Regions from separate parts of the Triticum aestivum genome. Here region 2 is linked to region 1. A link is a contact called in public Hi-C data. All regions are on one chromosome and are shown on one strand. The core of a region is the stretch at or near the end of the contact, and the rest is flanking DNA. Distances in the headings are between cores, read along the strand shown.

The links. Hi-C and Micro-C count contacts between places; a contact is called where the count stands out from the background.
Region 2: a contact with region 1 is called in a Hi-C map of leaf, with 5 times the contacts expected there. The contact joins the promoter of LOC123062798 here to the promoter of LOC123062796 in region 1. A contact is called at or near these places in 4 of 5 Hi-C or Micro-C datasets (leaf and an unstated tissue).

Annotation. Positions count from the first base shown.
Region 1 is chr3A:638,338,465-638,343,871 of IWGSC CS RefSeq v2.1, reverse strand. It overlaps LOC123062796 (RNA-binding protein 24-B), which reads left to right and starts at 3,378. Exons shown (of 6, transcript XM_044486461.1): 1 at 3,378-3,762; 2 at 4,000-4,132; 3 at 4,999-5,146. The coding sequence starts at 3,580.
Region 2 is chr3A:638,467,334-638,472,762 of IWGSC CS RefSeq v2.1, reverse strand. LOC123062798 (phytolongin Phyl1.2) reads left to right here and starts at 2,413. Exons shown (of 5, transcript XM_044486466.1): 1 at 2,413-2,725; 2 at 3,631-3,741; 3 at 4,046-4,250; 4 at 4,338-5,429. LOC123062797 (SUN domain-containing protein 4) reads right to left here and starts at 1,373. Exons shown (of 4, transcript XM_044486463.1): 1 at 1,000-1,373; 2 at 1-623. The coding sequence starts at 1,195.

The DNA.
Region 1 (5,407 bases), core at 2,129-4,628:
TTGGGGGCACAAGAACATACTCTCCTCTTCTTTCTTTAGCGTGGTATAATCATTAGTCTAGCTGATGGTCAAAGTTTACTCTTGAAAAACGCGTGGTTCTATTTTGAAAAAACGTGCAAGTTCTATTTTGGAGTCGGAGGGAGTATATGATAGAGATGAGCATGTTTTACAGGATCTCTGTTCTTGTGTTTTTCCATGAAATTGGCAGGACGGAGAACGCCCTCCGTCCTTTCTATCGGCCGTTGCTACGCCCCAATCCATGGTCCAATCCTCGTATATCCAAATCACAGTAACGTCGACCAGACACACCAGCTGTACCAGGCAACAGAATTGGCTAGACCAGACGCTGACCGGTGCTAGGCCATCCGGGTGCTACCAAATTTGAGTGACAGCCAAGAATTCATTGCTCCCCCTACAGAAAAAGTTGAGACGAATCTGCCGTCGAACAAGGAAGGCAACCTTTTCTTCCGCCGGGAAGACTATCATGCCCGCCGTTCCTAGTCCTACGTCAGTGGCACCGCCCAAAGATCGAGCGCCAGTGGAATCCGAAGCGCTGCGCAGACGCATATGGAGTGCCGCCACCTTTCCCCATGCTGCAGACTCCGTTGCCGCCAAGCGCCGATGCTCCTTTTCCTAGTTCACCGGCTGAACGGGGACCAAATTCCACCGCCAAAAAAAATGCTTGCCCATGAATATAGTTGGGACTTCGAACCCGTTTGATTGCCGGTAAATATAGGTGGGGCTTAAGAGTCTACTCCCTCCAGTCCTTTTCACTCCGCGTAACAGATTTGTGTCAAGTCAAACTCGACAAAGTTTGGCCAAGTTTATATTAGTATTTGCAACGCATATCTGATCACAGGAAAACTGTTCGTCTCATGCGAGAAGCCGGGGAGTTTTTGAGTTCGAGAGGCTTTCGGCCTTGCGTAGCACGCGCGCGTCCGCGGCACCGATGATGCAACCACACGAAGATGAACAGTGGGGTGAGGTCAGGGTCCTGCTTTTGCTTCAGGCGCAGAGCATCCAAAGTTCCAAACTGCAACGAGATAAATTGGGTGCGAAGCAACAGTCCAGTCCAGTCCAATCCGGTCCAGGCGCAACCGCAACTGCAGCAACAGCACGAGCAACAGCCACAAAATTACGCCGGGGTCCCTGTTCCTCCCAGGCCGGTCCCGGTCAAACCGGTCAACAAAAGACGTGGTGCAGAGCAGTTAATCCAACACTCTGAAGCACGTCAGAGGTCATGTAAACTTGGACCATTAACCTAGTAGTAGATTCCTCCCTTGCTCCGAGAGAGAAAAAAAATATACTCCAGCCGATTGTGTATAAAAGGATTCCCTTTGCAGTGAAAGCAGGCGGCCAAATGATTAGGCGGGATAAGCATATATGCAATGGGTGGACGAAAAGGAGTCTCTAGTTTCTATGGAATGCTACAACTGTCGCCGTATCCTAAATGCAGTACTACTAATAAGTACTGAATTGATAACAATATTGCATACACGTATACTTCCCTGATTTAAGCTGGGATGACAAAATGATTAGTTTTTCTCCTCCACCGCTTTGGGCGTTATTGAATCAAAAGGTCCATGATTGCCATCCCGAAAAGAAAATTTTGCCACCAAATGCAGTCCCCAAATATGGTGTGCGCTTTGTACCGAATTGTAAGCTGGGCGGCCACGAGTCACTCCCCAAGTCTACACTCCCCGTCGGCTAAAAGCCAGGCCATATAATACACATACATCGCCGCCAGAGCCAGACTGATATTCATATTCATATCGTGTGCCAACCTTCTCAAAGCAGACAAGGACTTTCCACCTTTCCTCATTGATTTCCGTAATATTCCCAATCAGCCACTTTATCATATATACATTCTCCAACTCAGGGGAGAATCTCCCTGTCTAGACACAGTAATTGGCCATTTCCGATCAATGCAGGAGTTGCACGTGAAATGATTCAATAATTCAACTCCTACTACTACAGTAACCAACCACAAGCAACAAACTGTCATATTTCCTTGTATTCTCCCATAATTCGTCTGCGAAAAGGAAGGCGCAACTATCAGTCGGCAGAGATCAAGATATTGCATGGATAGGTACACATATGTATACACACGGGCGTCGGAGATTGTATTGTTGCTGTCTGAGATATTGACCCGAGTGATGGATGGACGGCGCTGTTGTTATCGGGGGTGGCTTCAAGGCCAAGGGAGATAAATAGTCAGTAGGAGCTAGACACTAGAGAATAGAGACTGATAGGCCGCGCAAAAGCTTTGGCACAGCGTCCTTGTCCCCGGCCACTCCAAATGGTCTGGGCCGCCCCAGCCGTCCATCTCCAGATCAGATCTGATGGCACATCATGCGTTCCCCCTCGGGCTGCCAGCCAGTGCACATCATCAAATATACCCCCGTGCTTTTGCATGCGCTTTATGTGCACAATGAGAAGAAGAAGAAAACAAATTAAGGGCTCCAGCGCAGCTCGCTAGCTGCTCTTGCTCTCAGAGTGGCTAGGGTTACGGGCTCTGGAGATAATTCCCAATCATTTGTTCTAGTGCTGATTTTCATTCGCGGATGGATGATGGTACACGTCGATTAAACTGTAACTGAAAACAACCCAACTTTCGACGATTGGTGGACCAACGTTGTGTGTGGAGGATTAGGATATGGGCTCGCCGGAGAGATGAGCCAAGGGCGACAACAAAAAGAACGAACACGGAAGCAAAGCATTACTTATACTTATAAACATTAATAAAGGAGTACTCATAAATGATACGTGCATAGCATAGCATAGCAAAGAACTAACCTGGAGCTGATCGCAGTGGTGAACCTATACAAAACCTCCTGTGTTGTGTCACGGAACAGAACGGAATTTCGCGTCGGCCAACCCCACCCACCCCACGCCCTCTTCTGCTGGACGCGAGCAAGAACCCTGCTAAGTTTGCTCCCCTCACGCTCGTATCACCGGCCGATCACCCATGATTATCCTCCCTCTAGTCTAGCCATGACGACGCACGTAGCTAGTCCAACCAAATACTCCCAAAAAGAAGAGAATCGGATAAGTTCGCAAAGACCATCCGGAATGCCTCCACATCCTCCAGGTACCGAGCCCCCCAAATTCCCATCAGAATCCCGCTCCGTTCCGTTTCTGCCACTCCGTGGACAGGCACAGCCTAACGACACCCTGTAACAGCTGTTCACTCCGGCGGGGGCGTTCCGGTCATTCCACCGTGGGCTGGCTGGCGGGCGGGGGTGGGTGTGTCTCCCGGCGCGCAGTATTATTATACTGGGAGGGAGGGGCAGCATGGCTTGGACCAAAAGGACAAGGATGGATGGTGCATTATCATAGCCAGCGCCAGTATATATTTGCCCCTCCTCCCCTGTACACCCCCTTCCTTCCCCTCCCTCTCCCCCACCCCGCCCCTTTCTCCTCTAACCTTTAGCTTTTCCTCACTCCCTCCCTCCCTCCGTTCCTCTAACAAGAGCCGCTAGTGTCCTAGCCCAATTCAGATCCTTAGCTGCAGCTGGTTTTAGTTGCTTCCCCTCTGGTGCTGAGGTAGAAGAAGAAGGAGGAGGTAGCAGCATCGCCATGAGCCCGCCGAGTGTGATGGGGCAGTTCGGGGACACGACCTACACCAAGGTGTTCGTGGGCGGGCTGGCGTGGGAGACCCAGAAGGAGACCATGAGGAAGTACTTCGAGCAGTTCGGGGAGATCCTCGAGGCCGTCGTCATCACCGACAAGAACACCGGCAGATCCAAGGGCTACGGATTTGTATGCTTCTTCTATACCTCCTACTGTACACACACACACTCTCTCTCTCTCTCTCTCTCTCTCTCTCTCTCTCTGCTGGTTTTCCCTTCCCTTTCAGTTTCAGTGCAGTTTAGCTTGGAAGCAGAATTAAGCTTCTAGCTAGTGCAAGTGTTCTCTTTGCTACACTGCACATACTTTTTCTGTTTGCCTGAGCTGCAATATGAACGACGGATGCACTTTGAATTGGTGGTTTTGTAGGTTACCTTCCGGGACCCGGAATCGGCCATGAGGTCTTGCGTCGACCCCGCGCCGGTGATCGACGGGAGGAGGGCCAACTGCAACCTGGCTTCCCTTGGGGTGCAGAGATCCAGGCCTCCAACCCCGCAGCACGGTTAGTAGACATTTCCCATTCTCTCTACCAGCTGCTAGCTACATACACAAAGTAACATTAGAGAAGAGTTAATAGCTAGGTAGCCTAATTGAAAGCATTTCTTTGATGACACCCTCTCTTTAATTATTTGAACGCAGTTCAACTATCACACTAGGTAAAAGCTTTTGAAAAAGCAAAGTAATCGTCATCATTATAGATGCACTGCTGACTCTTCTCATTTCTCTGTGAGCTCTAGCTAGTATATAGTTTCATGATAACCAAGTTAGCTGTTATGATTTTATGCGCAAAAGCACCTTCGTGCAATTAGTATAAAGGAGCTCAATTAGGTCCATAAGGATCTTATTTTGGCATTTACTAGAGAATAAGAGGCTTAAAATGGCTACCTTTAGCTCAGTGCAACCTGATTTTCCCAAGCACAACAACGTCGCTGCCATTTGCTTTGCAGCTGGAAAACTAAATAGTGGCCTTGACAGGATATCCTCTGAGCATTTGCTTGCTGCAGAAAGTAGATAAAGGCGAAACAACATTAGAGGCGCAAAGTTGTTAGTTATCCTCGGAACAAGTGCCGTGTTTCGGATAATGTGCAACGTTAATTAGAAAATCCTAGGGTTAAATAATAAAATCCAACCGAGATGAATGCCAGATTCGAGAATCTTTTACTTCTATTATGTCGTCTTGCAATTCTGAAGACCGAGCCATGGCATGACCGCGAATATATATTCATCTTCATCAGAGGTGCATAGGAACAAGTGCATGCATCCCTTTTACAGCAGTGCGTCTTTTTGTTGATGATGCTAGCGAGTAATGTGGGTGATTAAAAAAACTTAGGGCTACTAACTTTTGTTTTGCTGATGATTTTACTACAGGAGGCGCTAGGAGCTTTCGAGTGATGAAGTCCTTTGGGCAGCAGCAGGCTGCGGCGGGGATCCAAGGTGCGCTGGGCGCAGCTTTTCCTTCGCAGGCCACCTTCCCTCATTATGCCATCCCACAAGGCCTCCCTTACCATGTCTATGGGTAAGTTTCTCTCTCTCTCACTCATCTCTCTCTCATGTGGTGAGGAACCTATGGAAAGTGTCTATGGACCAGCTGTGACGGAGGGTTAATCACATGCATGACATGTGCATTGTGACATCCCATCTTTGGTCAATGGCGACTGGCGTGTAACTTTTTAGCTTGCATGCAACACATCTCTCTCACACATATGCTCGCTCATAAAAGTGACAGAGCGTGCTCTAGTGCCACTGCACGTCTGCACATGACCGCTCAGTCTCACAC
Region 2 (5,429 bases), core at 1,164-3,663, 130 kb before region 1:
TTCCCTTCGGTGAATCACATGGCCAGTTTGACTAGAGGCATCCTTTCCCCTTTCAGCAATTGCTCTCGTCTTAAATTCATCAAGACCCGGAGGAACAACTCGTGCCAACCTTGCTGGTTTGGGAACATCTTCAACATCCACCTTCTCCGCTGGATGAACTACAGAGGCGATGTTTGTCAGATGAGGACTCTCACCCTGACCTCCTGACTGCTCAATTTGATCATCATTTGTTTGAGCTTCTTCCGCACCCTGACCTACTGACAGGTCAATTTGATCATCCTTGGTCAGAGCACCTTCCTCACCCTGACCTTCTGACAGGTCAATTTTACCATCCTTGGTTACAGTTTGTTCTTCGCCCTGGCCTTCTGACAGATCAATTTGATCATCCTTGGTTACAGCTTCCATGTCATCACTTCCAGCATCATCCTTGGAACACACTTCATCTTCCTGCAGAACTGTCTCTTCTGAAAGCAAGACACTTTCATCAAGTTTAACACATGTGTCACCAGACACCGCCAAATTCTCCTCGTGCTCCTGGTGTACAACATCAGGACCAACAGAACCTTCATTCATTGTAGGCCCAGGCCCAGCAATGGGAATGGCAACAATCGGGTCTCCACCATCTGCAGAAATCAGACGAAGAAAATGTGATCTCAGTCAACACGGAACCAAGTTTATTTAAAAACTGATGACAGGAGCGTTCAGTAAATCTCGGACACAGAACACAAACGTGGAAATTTCGGCAACGCATCTAACAACCAGCAACCTGTTCGGTGATCAGAGAGAGCGCAACAACCGCATACGGATTATTACGGATCTAAGCCTAACGGGGGTTCGATCGCGCCTGCACGGCACCACCGACAGCCACGGACAATCCACCAAACACCTACCGATCGCCGCACCACGCAACCACCGCGCAGCACGGCACAGGATTCATTCATCATCAAGGCGAGCGGAACTTCAGAGTTTCAGGGACGGAGGAGAGAAGAAGGCCCGGACCATGCGTACCGCGTTGACCGTCGCCGTGGCCGACGAGCGAGTTGAGGATGAGGAGCGCGGCCCAGGACGCGACGACGAGCGAGGCGGAGAAGCCGTACAGCCGCCGCCGCCTCATCCCGGCGGCCGCGCCCGCGCCCTGCTCGTGCGCCTTGGCCGCCGCCTTCCTCTTCATGAGGTCTCTCCGCGACTTCTGCATTTCTCCCCGCCTCGCATCTGCGCGCCCCGCGGCACCCTTGGTCCGGCGCGGGGAAGCGAGGGCGACGAACGGAATCCGAGCCGGGGGGAGGGAGGGGGGAGGGGAGGGGAGGCGCGCGCGCGCTCAGAACCGCGGCCGCGGGTCGGCGCGGGCGGGGGACGGGGCCGGGCGGCGGTGGGGCGAGCTGCGGGGGAGGGTGGGGGCTGCCTTTTGAAACGGCCGGAGCTCCATCGGGGGGAGGGATGGAAGGCAGGTGGAGAGGGGGGAGGGGGAGGAGGAGGAGGTGGAGGCCAGGGAGGCGCCCCTGGGTTTTGTATCGCGAGATCTCCTTGTCGGCTTACAGCGTTTGGCACGGCGATTCATGCCGCGTCGACACGTCCAGCCTGTTCGCCTCGCGATGAGGTGGCCCTTTTGTTCCCTTGCGACGTGGAACGGCAGAAACCCCGCTGCCTGCCGTTGTCACCGTCAGAACTCAAAAGCTTCGGTTTCAAACTGCGAAATTCCTAAATCAGGGAGAAATCACGGGGTAGAAAGCCATGCTTCCATGCGGGAAATGTGGGGAAACGGCCAAATTTTACGGGTCGATGATAATGATTTGTAGTGTCCATTGCAACAGTTTCATGTCGACCACCCTATAGGATTATTATTAGCAAGTACTGTCCTTTTTTTTCATGCCGACCATACTGAACAAACATCGTTAAAAGTCTGAAATAAATTTTAAAAAATATATACATCAATGAGAACTTGCATTCTTGTGAGCTGGTTTCACCGGAAAGTACCTAATCATCCGAGGGCTTAGTGTCAGGCCTAAATGATAATGTCTTTCATTGTCCATTGCGACACTTGTACTATTTCCATGCCGACCACCCTGAAAGGAGCATTATTTTTTCTCAAACAAGATTATCATCAACCACTCTGTACTCTACGGGTGGTTGGCTTCAGGATTGCCGATGAGGCATGGCGCGTCATTAGTGCTAGGTATACCTGTACTAGTATAGTGTCATCGCCTTGTCGACATGCAGCTGGACGGTACGACGTCAACCGAAACGTGATGTGGCCGACATACACGTCACAGTTTGGTTCGGCCGGTACTCTCGCGTGCACGACACGCGCGCCGGCCAATCGCAGGCTTCCGCGTGGCCCTGCCACGTAGTCCACATACCCCGGTGTCTACCGCGTATCCGTCTCTTCCTCTTCGGCTGTCGACTCGGGCCAGGGCACGCCTTTCCTCGTCGGTCTTGGAGTCGGAGACCGAGCCGATTCCCGAATCTCGAGGCGGCGCCAGACAAATAGCCACCGCCCAACGGCCCAGGTGCGAACCGGCCCGACTAGAGAGACCCTGCGTCCTCCTTCCTGCGCCGCAATTCGCCCGAGCGACTTCGCGCGACTCCTTTCGCTCCCTCCTCCTCCTCCGGATTGCGGCGCGACGGCGGCCGTGAGCGCGCGGTGCTCCTCCTCCTCCTCCTCCACGCCCTCGCGCCCAGATCCGGCCCCCAATGGCGAGGAACCCGGCCTGCAGCGTCTACGTAGGTGAGCCCCCTTCGCGTCGCGCTCCCCTCCTGCGGTCCTGCCCGCGTAACCGCCGCGTCCCGTTTGGTTCGGATTGAATTAGATGCGTGCCCTAATTTCTAGGGGTTTGGTCGATGTGCGTCTCGGTGGTCGATTGATTAGTCGCGCTAGGGTTATAGTGCGTGCGGGGAGAAGTGTAGATTAGAACGGTGCAATTGCGATTCATCCCCTTTTGCGCTTTCAGGCTTGTTTAGTGCCTGCTATGTATGAAGTATCACAATGTTATCCTGGTGCCACCGGTTGGTATTAGTAAAACAATTCTTCTGTGAGGGTGTTATCTGTTGTTGTACTTGTGGTTGTCGTTTGTTACATGTCAGCATGCGATGGTTATATAGTTCTAATTTGCCGGCCAAATGATTCCTGGTGAGCCATGACACTGCCATCTGTAGGTCGAGTTGCTAGTTATGTTGGTTGATAAAAAAAAACAGTAAACAACCTCGAAGGTTTGTTTCATGTTGCTGCAGTGTGCTCTGCAGGCATTGCAGTATAATTATCCTTAATGGTTGTGTTTTGGACAAAGAGCATTTCGAGTTTTGCACATGTATTTGGGGAATTACCTGACATGGAGACAAATTGACTCTTGCATTACCTGGAATAATAATCGCATAGCTGGGTCTGTTTGGGTAGCGCTCTTTTATCACTGTCTAGTTTTCTCGGTCACTTTCATAGGTTGTTACACTCTGTTTGCTGTTCTGAGGCATCACTGATTCACTGTATGCATATGGTGTTCTCTCTGGGCAATCCTAGTGTTCGGTCCTTTTTCTATGATTTATGTAACATCCCTGTACACATCTTACTACAGTCTGTTGTATTACTTAAGCAATGTTTTGTGTTGTATTAATTCTATGACCTGTTTTTCTCAACAGGCAACTTGGATGAGAAGGTCCCTGAAAGAGTCTTGTATGAGATTCTTATTCAGGCCGGTCATGTAGTAGACCTACACATACCATGTGACAAAGAAACTGGGCGTCCCAAAGGTTTTGCTTTTGCTGAGTATGAGACAGAGGCAGTTGCTCAGTATGCTGTTAGACTTTTTTCAGGACTTGTTAGGCTTAATGGTAAAACACTTAAATTTGCGGTATGTTTCTTCTTTTGTGATCTTCAATATAGATATGCTACATCTGTACGATCATTACCTTGCAAATTAACACTGGTTACAAATTGCAACTTGATTGGAACACACTAATTGTTGCCCTTACTTCTTATAACCGTGTATACATATGTGTGTTTTGTATTAATATAAGCAAGGTCTAATCCCTAAATTCGTATCAATTTTGACAGCTTTCCGGACAAGACAAGCCGTCATCAAATGGCAATAATCCAGTAATGCCTAAACTCAACCCTATACCATTACCAAAGCAGCCTCAGTTTGTGCATTCTAGTGATACACTTGTGTCGCATAAACCAGCATATCCGGTGGTAAATGGTGGGATTCCACATAATGGTTTTTCACAAGGCTATCATCCTTACAATGTTCACCCTCAAGGTGAGGCTATTTCCTAGGTCTGTTTATACATATTCCAGGATACATGACTTGATCTCATTGTGTTCTATTGTTTTCTCCTTTCACCAGCATTACCACCTCGACCCGTGCATGGGCACCGAGAGTTTGTCCATGGTACGTATGGTTACAACAGTCATGTATATGGTTCTGTTCTGAATGCTAGCTATGGAGGTTATGTTGTGAATGCTGTTGGTCATGGAGCTATGAGGCAACCAATTATTTACCCATCCTACTAGGCAGTAGGCACCAAAGAGCGGGAGCGGGTATAAAAAGTATGCAGGTTAAATGTAGCTTCTTAGTTCCTTGAATTCTCAGTAGCATCTTGTTTGTACCCTTGCACTTCATTTCCATGCATGTATATAGGGCTGGTATATCCGTTTTATCAACAGTAAGTTGGCAACGGAAGGCTCTGCCCAGTACATTGTACACCCTTTGTACTTGTCTAGAAGATAGCCTGCTAGATCTGTTCTCTTCCTTGGAAAATAAAGAAATGCAATAGCGGGGGCTGTTGCACCCCTGCTGACTCACGTATTAATGATCATATGCGTGGATGATTTGAGTTATTCCTAAAGTGCCTTGCTATGTACTCGAATGATCATTGCTGTTACTTACCCAGCAGATGTTGATGTCTCGGCTCCGAGGCCCCATATAATCATAAGTTCAAGTAAACTGTCCTATGTTTGTGTCCCTGCCTATCATCACAGAATTTAACCTCCATCAGGGACAACTAAATTTCTGGAATGCAATAGCACCTTGTTGTATTACTTGGCTCTATAGCTTTGTTGTTTGTGATTTCTGTGCTTAGGTGTCATTGCTTGGCTGGTATATCCGTTTTATCGACGGTAAATTGGCAACTGAAGGCTCTGCCCAGTACATCTCCTTCCTTTTCTTTAATCCCTGTCTAACAGATAGCTTGGTAGATCTTTTCTTTTCCTGGGAATCAAAGAAATGCAACATTGCTGGCCGTTTTCATGGCCTCTGGCTCGCGGATTAATGATCATATCAATGGATGATTTGAGTTATTATTCTTAAAGCTCCTTGTTGTGCACTCGAATGATCATTGCTCTTGCCCAGATTTCTCAGCTCTGGAGCCACGTATAATTATGAAGTCAAGTAACTTCCTGTGTTTGTGGCCCTGCTTATCAACACAGTTGAATCCCC